Linked DNA regions of Sus scrofa: all the other regions are linked to region 2. Evidence: chromatin contacts called from public Hi-C data. All regions are on one chromosome and are shown on one strand. Each heading gives the region's core, a stretch centred on a gene start, on an enhancer-like site or on the middle of the called end of the contact. The rest is flanking DNA. Distances are from core to core; before and after follow the strand shown.

Evidence for each region. A called contact is a pair of places that touch in the nucleus more often than the background predicts.
Region 1: a contact with region 2 is called in a Hi-C map of liver, with 10 times the contacts expected there. The contact joins the promoter of KRT18 here to the promoter of KRT8 in region 2. A contact is called at or near these places in 6 of 47 Hi-C or Micro-C datasets (embryonic fibroblasts, epiblast stem cells, liver and 1 more).
Region 3: a contact with region 2 is called in a Hi-C map of omental adipose tissue, with 1.9 times the contacts expected there. The contact joins the enhancer-like site here to the promoter of KRT8 in region 2. A contact is called at or near these places in 2 of 5 promoter capture datasets (fetal skeletal muscle and liver), 7 of 47 Hi-C or Micro-C datasets (epiblast stem cells, fetal liver, liver and 2 more) and 1 of 2 datasets of contacts at active chromatin or transcription factors (skeletal muscle).

Annotation. Positions count from the first base shown.
Region 1 is chr5:18,216,324-18,219,275 of Sscrofa11.1, forward strand. It overlaps KRT18 (keratin, type I cytoskeletal 18), which reads left to right and starts at 1,363. Exons shown (of 7, transcript XM_005652579.3): 1 at 1,363-1,862; 2 at 2,615-2,697. The coding sequence starts at 1,467.
Region 2 is chr5:18,178,909-18,181,743 of Sscrofa11.1, forward strand. It overlaps KRT8 (keratin 8), which reads right to left and starts at 1,369. Exons shown (of 9, transcript NM_001159615.1): 1 at 960-1,369. The coding sequence starts at 1,307.
Region 3 is chr5:18,238,013-18,240,881 of Sscrofa11.1, forward strand. No RefSeq gene overlaps it. Among named protein-coding and RNA genes, the nearest start is that of KRT18, 22 kb to the left of the region's middle. Within about 2 kb of position 1,254, at least 2 of the 83 cell types and tissues checked have an H3K27ac peak or open chromatin away from gene starts, as enhancers often do. A contact at or near this core is called in omental adipose tissue, where this site is marked.

The sequences.
Region 1 (2,952 bases), core at 113-2,612, 37 kb after region 2:
GCCAAGCCCCTCATCTGAGCTGCACCTGCCCCCTGGCTGGTCCTTTGACCCAGCTACTCCCCAGGGCACCTATCCTCCCAGGTCTCCTTGCCTGTCTGCCCCCTCCTCTTCAGTTTAGCTGGCAGCTCATTAAGAATCAATAGGTCACTGCAGAGCAAACAGCACAGACAGCTAGGTAATGCCAGCCCCTGCCTGACAAACCAGCTGCTGGTGGTGACAGGCCCAGAACCTTAGGATTCCTCCAGCTCATTCAGCAGGGGGTCACCATCCAGCTTCAGGGGTGAAGGGAGCTGTGGGAATTTCTCTACCTGCAGCCTTTTCACTCATATCCTGGCCGAAGCTTCCAGAAGGAGGCAGCCTCCACCCACTCCTTGGGATCCAGAGAACCTTTTGAGGAGAGGCAGGGAAAGGAAGAGGGCTTGCCAAAAAGTCCGAGTGAGGAGGAAGAGAGGGCCGACCACCAGGCTGAGGCTCACCTAGAATGTTTCTAGGTGCACGTGTCTGTCCTCTCGGACAGGAGAGCTCCATGAAGATTACCGGCGTCTTTTCACCACTGCTCCCCAGCAACTAGAACAGAGCCTGACACACAGTAGGTGCCCAACAAATATCTGTTGAACTGTACGTGCCCAGCTATTATTTCTTTACCCAAGGGTGTGGGTAAGGCTGAAACACAAAAGTGTGCAAAAGTGAGGACAAGTCCCCTGTTCAAATCACTGAGTGTTTCCCAGAGGCCAGGCCTCCCTGGGATGGAGCTGAGGGAAGAGGGGAAAGGAGACCCCGTTCAGAGAATGAGTTTGTTTTCCAGAGTCTGAACATGATTGGTGAGTGAAGGTGTCTGTGGGTAATTGACAATACCCGCCTATAGGATGCAGGAGGACTGTTGGGGAATCAACCGAGGTGGGGACCCGTGTAAACCAGCCAAATTGAGCCTCAGGATGGCATTTCTCTTCCCCAGGACTCTGGGGGCTCTAGGATTCCCCAAGATGTCCCCTGCAGGTGGGAACTTGGGGTGCAGGCTGAGCCCAGCTAAAGCAGACACACTCTTCTCCGGACCCTCATCCCCCAAATTCTCACAGGCTGGATCTCCTCTCCCTGGGGGTAGGGTGGGGGTACAATATCATCATTTCTTGCCGTGAAAGCACAGCTGCCAGAGCCACCTTCACCTGCTGCCCTTGCGGGTCTCCATCCCGCTCACTCACCCCCTTCCCGCAGGGTGGAGGGTGGCCGGGGCAGGGCAGGGCTGAGGGGGCGGGGAAAGGCTGGGGAGGGTCAGGAACCATGGGCGATGATTCCCCGCTGTTCACCTGTGACCCGGGCTTCCGTAGCGACTCCGGTGGCAGGGGCGGAGCCTGTCCGGGAGGTCCCCTCCCCTTCCCTCGGAGCTATAACTTGAGTTGCGAACCTAACACCCTCCACGGCCCAGCACCTGAGCTCTGGTCTCGCTCTTCCCTCGCGGAATAAGCAACATGAGCTTCAGCACCCAGTCCTCTTTCTCCAGCTACCGGTCCGTGCAGTCGCCGGGCCACCGGGTCCGACCGGTCAGCAGCGCGGCCAGCGTCTATGCAGGCGCCGGGGGCTCGGGCTCCCGGATCTCCGTGTCCCGCTCCAGCAGCGTCCGGGGCGGGAGCGGCTGGGGGGCCGGGATGGCCGGGGGTCTGGTGGGTGTCGGGGGCATCCAGGGCGAGAAGGAGACCATGCAGGACCTGAATGACCGCCTGGCCTCCTACCTGGAGAGGGTGAGGAGTCTGGAGGCTGATAATCGGAGGCTGGAGATCAAAATCCGGGAACACCTGGAGAAAAAGGGACCCCAGGTCAGGGACTGGAGTCATTACTTGAAGACTATCGAGGAACTGAGGGCTCAGGTAAGAGGGCAAGGAGGGAGCAGCCCCAACTCCCAGCCCTGATGGATCCTCCAGTTGTCGGCTGCCTTCCCTCTTCCTCCCCCTCCCCCAAGGATAGCAATTCTAACAGAGTGGGGTACGTTCACTCCTTCCCCCATCTCCCACCCCTCCTGCAACTCCGACTGGGGGGCTTAGGAATGCCCCAGATTTCCTTACACACCTCTGGCCACCGGGCTCCCAAGGGTGGTGAATGAGCAGGAAGGGCTCTTCCCCAGGAGAGAGCCGGAAGGGGAGGTGGGCATTTGCAAAAGAGTGGACAGCATGGAAGGAGGTGAAACAGGAGCGGAGAAGGGACAGCTGGAGGGGTTAAGCGGATGTGGCTAAAGCTGAGTCATCTAGGAGCAAACAGAAGGCCTACCTGTGGGAGAGACCAGTGGGGGAGGGGGGCCACTGAGCAGGTGCTCTCGCAAGAAATGCTAGGAGAAGGCCAGGAGCAGGCTTTTTAGCAGCTGCTCGTTTCTGGGCAGGCCAGCCAGTGGAGGCCTGGAAAGGAAGGGCAGCAGGAGGTGGGAAACGCTGGGATTTGGGACTCCAGGAAAGGAGGGGACAGTGTGAGGGGGCACAGGTGGAAGAGGAGAGGTATACAAGGAGAGCCTCTGGTTACCCGGGGACCAGGAAGGTTGTTTTACTGAGACACATGACACCTCCCAACGTACTCAGCCCTCCCCATCAACTTCCCACTCACCGAGCAACCTCTCTGTCCATCCCCCCAGATCTTTGCAAGTTCTGTGGACAATGCCCGCATCGTTCTGCAGATTGACAATGCCCGTCTCGCTGCTGATGACTTCAGAGTCAAGTAAGGATGGGGGGCTGGGGGCTGTGATCCGGTGGGGTTCACAGTGGGATCTTGTGCAGCTGTAGGTGGAGCTGGATGAGTGAGAGTAAGGCTCCGTCAGTTCACTTATTCATGAGCCCCAGTTTTCATACCCAAGTGCCAGTACCCAACTGCCAGGAACTGTGCTCTGAGGATTGTGATCGCCTGATTCTTGAGCCAGGTGGCTGGTTTGCAGTGGTCATGCAGCTGCTCTTAGGAGGTGGCCTGGGTTGAGAA
Region 2 (2,835 bases), core at 119-2,618:
AAACCCGGCCTGGAGGTTTACCTGGGAGAGTGGAGCCAAGCCTTTGGGGCGGAGCCAGGGCAGGGGACAGTGAGAGGGGACAAGGGCCGAGCGGGGAGGGGCGTTGGCGGACAGACGCCTTATCTGAAGCCATAAACTCCGGAGTTTAACGGGACGTGAAACCCGGGTGGGGTGTCCCACGCCCCGCAGACTTTGAATCCTGGATGGGCTTTCCTGAAGCCAGCCCCTGGCGTCCCCCCACCCCACTCCGACACACCCACGCAACCCCAGATGCTATGAGCTCGGCAGGTGGAGGGGCAGATCTCCAGGACTTCGGGCCTCTGCCCCTCACCCCACGGTAGGGGCGGGTCTCTGCCCCGCCCGACCCCACCCACACGGCCGGTTCCAGCCCGGCCCAGGAATGAGTCTTACTGATGCCCCCCACACTGGGGCCCTGAGACGCCAAAGGCCTCGATCAATATTTGCCTGTTTGAATCAAGACACCTGCTTCCTTCTCCCAGAATCCTATCAAACCTCTGTTTATTTAAAAAAAAAAAAAAAAACTGAAGCACAGGGGCCCCACTGGGAAGCCCTTGAGGTGGCGCTAGGGAAGCAGAGTGAGCTCCCCTCCCAGCCCACAGCTGAAGAGCTGGGAGTCTACCAGGCTGGAGGCTTTACAGAGGGTCAGCCCTCTGTTGGGGTGAGGTGGGCCAGGGAGGGAAGGAGCCCCGAGATTGAGGGTCAGAAGCCGCCCAGACCCCGCCCCACCCGCAGCCCTTCCCCTGCCCAAACCAAAGTACACCCGGCAGGGCGGCGTTCTCAGCTGGAAGAGAAAGTGTTGCCAGGGTGGGTGGTGCCCAGCGGAAGGTGAGTAGTAGGGGCCTGGAGATGTGCCCACGAAGGGTGGGGTGACCAAGAGAAAGGGCTGGGATCCTGGACGGGGCCCCAGGCACAGCCAGCCACGCAGGGGGAGCTCTCACCTTGTCGATGAAGGAGGCAAACTTATTGTTGAGAGTCTTGATCTGCTCCTTCTCCTGGGTGCGCACGGCCTGGATGTTGGGGTCCACCTCCAGCTTAAGGGGGCTCAGCAGGCTCTGGTTCACTGTGACAGCTGTGATGCCTCCCAAGCCTGAGGGCCCACCGTAACCTCCAACCAGACTCATGCCAGAGCCCAGGCCACCCCGGAAGCTGCTGCTGCTGCTGCCCACCCGGGAGAAGGCCGAGGAGCTGATGCGGGTGCCCGGCCCGCTGGTGTAGGAGCGGCTGCTGAAGGACCGGGGGCCGGAGGTGGACACTTTGTAGGACTTCTGGGTCACCCGGATGGACATGGTGGAGGCTGGAGAGGAGGCGAGTAGGCCGGAGCAGAGATTCAAGGAGTCGAGAGCTGCTTCTCGGTGGGGGACAGCTCCCCGGATGGCCTTTTATACAAGAGAGCCCAGCCCCAAAGGAGGGGATCGGCCTTGTAGCTGAGTGGCTAGGCCCGAGGGGGCAGGGCCAAACCTGACACCTGCCACCTACAGGCTGGACTCAGGTGGGGGCAGCAGAGAGCTGCGCCCTCCCAGGAGCCCACTCCAGCACCACCCCCGGCCCAGGAAAGGGCCATTCCGGGAATGTGAACATGGAAGGGCTCTCTACCAGCCTCTACAGGTTTCCCGAAACAAAGGAACTTGCCTGGGGTCGCCCAGCCATGGCAACCCGGACTCCTGGGACTTATCTCCTTCCCTCGTGGGAAAGAAATTCTCAGACCGGGAAGCAGCAGGAAAGGGATCCCTGGCATTTGAGTCTCCCCTGAACGGGTGGACCCCCCCCCAAAGACACGACCCTGTGTTCTGGTCACTTTGAATGATGACCAAGTTCTGCCCAGGCTGAAGGACAGGGCATCCAGGTTCTGGATCCTTGAACCTGAGGTCAGCCATTTGCCCGGTCTCTCCTCAGTTACTGCTGTGCGTTCAGCACTTGGTGCAATGCCAGGGGTGGGAGGCTGGGTAAATATCTGCGGAATGAATGAACACACACACACACACACACACACACACGCTCTCTTCCCTCCGAGGCTGGAGGTGCAAGTCAAAGTGAGATCCAGCACAGCCCTTTCCTGGCCACAACCCTGTGTCTCCTTTCAAGATCCCAGGAGTCCCCCGGGCCAGGCTGCACACCACGAGCCTTGCTGAAAGGCCCAGAGAGGGATGAACAAGAGTTCGAGGGTGAGGTGGGGGCAGCTGCATGGGGGGGGTTCAATCTCCTCCCTTTCACTGCAGCTTGAGGGAGTCGTTCCCAGAGCTCCCCGGTGTGAATCACAGGAAGGGAGACAGGACTGCGGGGGAGGGGGATAGAGTGGGGGGCACCCATGGCGAGTCCACCTGCAGCCCCCTGGCCCCTCCTTCTCTTTCTCTTCCCAGGCCCCCAACTGGGAGAGGAGAGGGAAGAGTCCCTGCACCTGTCTCACCAAACCCATTATGAGAATGACTAAGGAGAGCGGGTCAGGGCACCGCGTGCACCTGCAGAAGGTTAGAGAATGGGGAGCTGAGTAAGGCACCCCAGGCCTGGGTGCGGCCAGGTGGGGCAGGCTGTGGGTGGAAAGCAGGAGGTTTAGGTCCCCGAGGCAGAGATTCCAGCTGCAGTTACCTAATGGCTGGGGCTGGATTCTCTGAACACTCCTGCAGGCCATGCCGTTGGGACTGGTGGTTGTTAAATAGAGATCCCCCCTCCCTGGGGGGAGAGAGGGAGGGGCGGCCCCCAGCCCCCAGCCCCAACCCAGGAAAGAGGGTGACTTTTACTGTGCACCTACCCGGAGGGCAGATGTGCAGGTTCCCCCCCATCTTTCTCCAGTGGCAACACCACGGGTTGCAGAGGACA
Region 3 (2,869 bases), core at 4-2,503, 59 kb after region 2:
GAGACAGGTCTGTGACCTACACCAGAGCTCAAGGCAACGCCAGATCTTTAACCCACTCAGCAAGGTCAGGGATTGAACCTGCATCCTCATGGATGCTAGTCAGACTCCTTTCTGCTATGCCACAATGGGAACTCCTCTTTCTTTTTTTTTTTAAATGGGCACACCCACAGCATATGGAAGTTCCCAGGCCAGGGACTGAATCTGAGCTGCATCTGTGACCTACACCACAGGTGCAACAACACCAAATCCTTAACCCACTGAGCGAGGCCAGGGATCCAACCCACATCCTCATGGAGACTATGTCAGGTTCTTAACCCTCTGAGCCACAGTGGGAACTCAGAGGTCTTTGTAATTAATTCACTTACCTGCAAAACCTGACATGAGGCTGCTTCTAGGTTTCATATACCCCACCTAGGGGGGAATGGGTGTACGTCTCCCTGCAGAAATAATAAAGGGTCTGATTCCATGGTTTCAGGTGCCACATCAAACCCCGCTGTGCTTTTACTTGTACATTATACATAGTACGTTCCCTTTCTAAAATCTAAAAGATTCTGAATCCCAAGAGCCATCTGGACCTCTCGGTTGGGTTCAGGGGTTGTGAACTTGTGATATCAATCCAGGTTTAAGGGGTTTTGTTTTAGTTTTTGTTTTTGTCTTCTTTTCACAGCACACAAGTGGCATATGGAAGTTTCCAGGCTAGGGGTCAAATCTGAGCCGCAGCTGCCAGCCTACACCACAACCATGGCAACATTGGATCTGAGCGGCATCTGTGCAGCGTGCTGCAACACCGGATCCTTAACCCAGCGAGCAAGGCCAGGGATTGAACACATCCTGTGCACATACAGGAGTTCCCATCATGGCTCAGCGTAATGAACCCAACTAGAATCCATGACGACATGGGTTCAATCCCTGGCCGTGTTCAATGGGTTAAGGATCCTGAATTGCTGTGAGCTGCAGTGTAGGTCACAGATTCGGCTCAGATCTGGCGCTGCTGTGGCTGTGGTGTAGGCGGGCAGCTGTAGCTCTGTTTCCACCTCTAGCCTGAGAACCTCCAGATGCCAAGGGCGTGGCCCTAAAAAGACAAAAAACAAAATAAAAATAGAACGTGCACATACAAATAAAAGTGAAATTGTACCAAGCAGATCAAAGTAAGATCTCAAAGGAGAGGCACGTTTGACCTGGAGAAAGAGAAGCTGGGGAGGGAAGAAGGGCGCCCTGGGCAGTGTCAGGAGACCTGGGTTGCATCAGGCTGACTCACCTGGCCACGCTAATACACCTCTTTCCCCTCCGGGCCATTTTCCTCCCTGACAAAACCTTCCATCTCCTCTGAGTTCCCGTCTATTCTCTATGACGTCAAATAGCTGAAGGCCTGTCATTCAGGAGACGAGACACCAGACTGGTCTTTGTACCTCCCCGAGGAGCCAAGCCTGGGTAGCCCAGGAGGCGGGCCTCCGTTCCCACGAAGGGCTGTGTGAGGTGCTCTCCCACAGTCCGGCCAGCTGCCCGCCTCATCCTCCCCGCAGTGAGGCAGCCTGGGGTTTGGGCATTGGACAGGGGGCCAGAGAAGGGGCTCATGGCCTGAAAAAAGGTGGGTGGCCTCCCCAGGGACAAGGAGAGGGATGAACAAAATCCCAAGGGTCTGTGGGAATTCCCACTGTGGCTCAGTGGGTTATGAACCGGACTAGTATCCATGAGGAAGCGAGTTCGCTCCCTACCTAGCCTCGCTCAGTGGGTGAAAGATCCGGCGTTGCCATGAGCTGTGGGGTAGGCTGCAGATGCAGTTCCAATTTCACCCCGAGCCTAGGAACATCCATAGGCCGCAGGTGCGGCCCTAAAAGGCAAACAGTACAAAACAAAACAAAAAACCTCAAGGATCTGGGATCCGGGCACGCCTGCTAGGTGTTGTCTCCCTCCCCATAATAGCAGCTGCAAAGGGCCCGGGCCCAGCTTCCCAGAAACACCTCCCCGGACAGAGCCCAGCCGATGCCCCACAAGAACCATCCTCATCACCTCCATTCCCTGTCTCGGGACAGACCTTCTCCAGCCCCAGGATCTATATTCCAGGGAACAGTTCTGAGGATTGATTTCTGAGGACCAGTAAGGCCTGGCCTGGGGGTCACAAGAGAGAAAGGAGACACTCACTCTGGGGAGCCTGAGGGGGTAGACTGAGCCTTTGGGATGCACCCCCCACCCCTGGACCCAGTGAGCTTGCTCCAAACCATCCCCTTGCTCTTGAACTTCTGCCCTCTGCTTCTTTCTCCTTTTTCTTTTTCTCTCTTTTTTTCCTTTTTCTTTTTTTTTCTTTTTAGGGCTGCACCAGCAGCATATGGCAGTTTCCAGACTAGGGGTCAAATCGGAGCTGTAGCTGCCAGTCTATGCAACAGCCACAGCAACGCCAGATCCGAGCTGCATCTATGAAGGACACCACAGCTCATGGCAACACTAGATCCTTAACCCACTGAGCAAGGCCGGGGATGGAACTGGAATCCTCATGGATATTATTCAGGTTCTTAACCCACTGAGCCACAATGGGAACTCCTGCCCTCCCCTTCCCCACTCCCACCTCCCCTTTGGGCTGAGGCCAGAGCGTGCAAAAGCCAGTGGTACCAATGAACTGAACCCTTTCCTGTTTGGTGCCAGGCCCTCTGGTCCGGAGCAGGTGACCCTGTCCTGTGCCCGCAGGAGGCAGGGAAGGCTTTGCCATCCACGCTCCACTGTGGACAGAACCACTGGCCAGATGTGGCCCCAAATCCGGAGAAGCCTTGGATTGGGAAATGGGGGAGCCAGGTCTCTCCCTGCTCCCTCAGTCCTCACTCCAGGCGCTTCGGGGCCTGCTGAGACAGTGGCCACAGCAGAGGGTGAGGGGCGT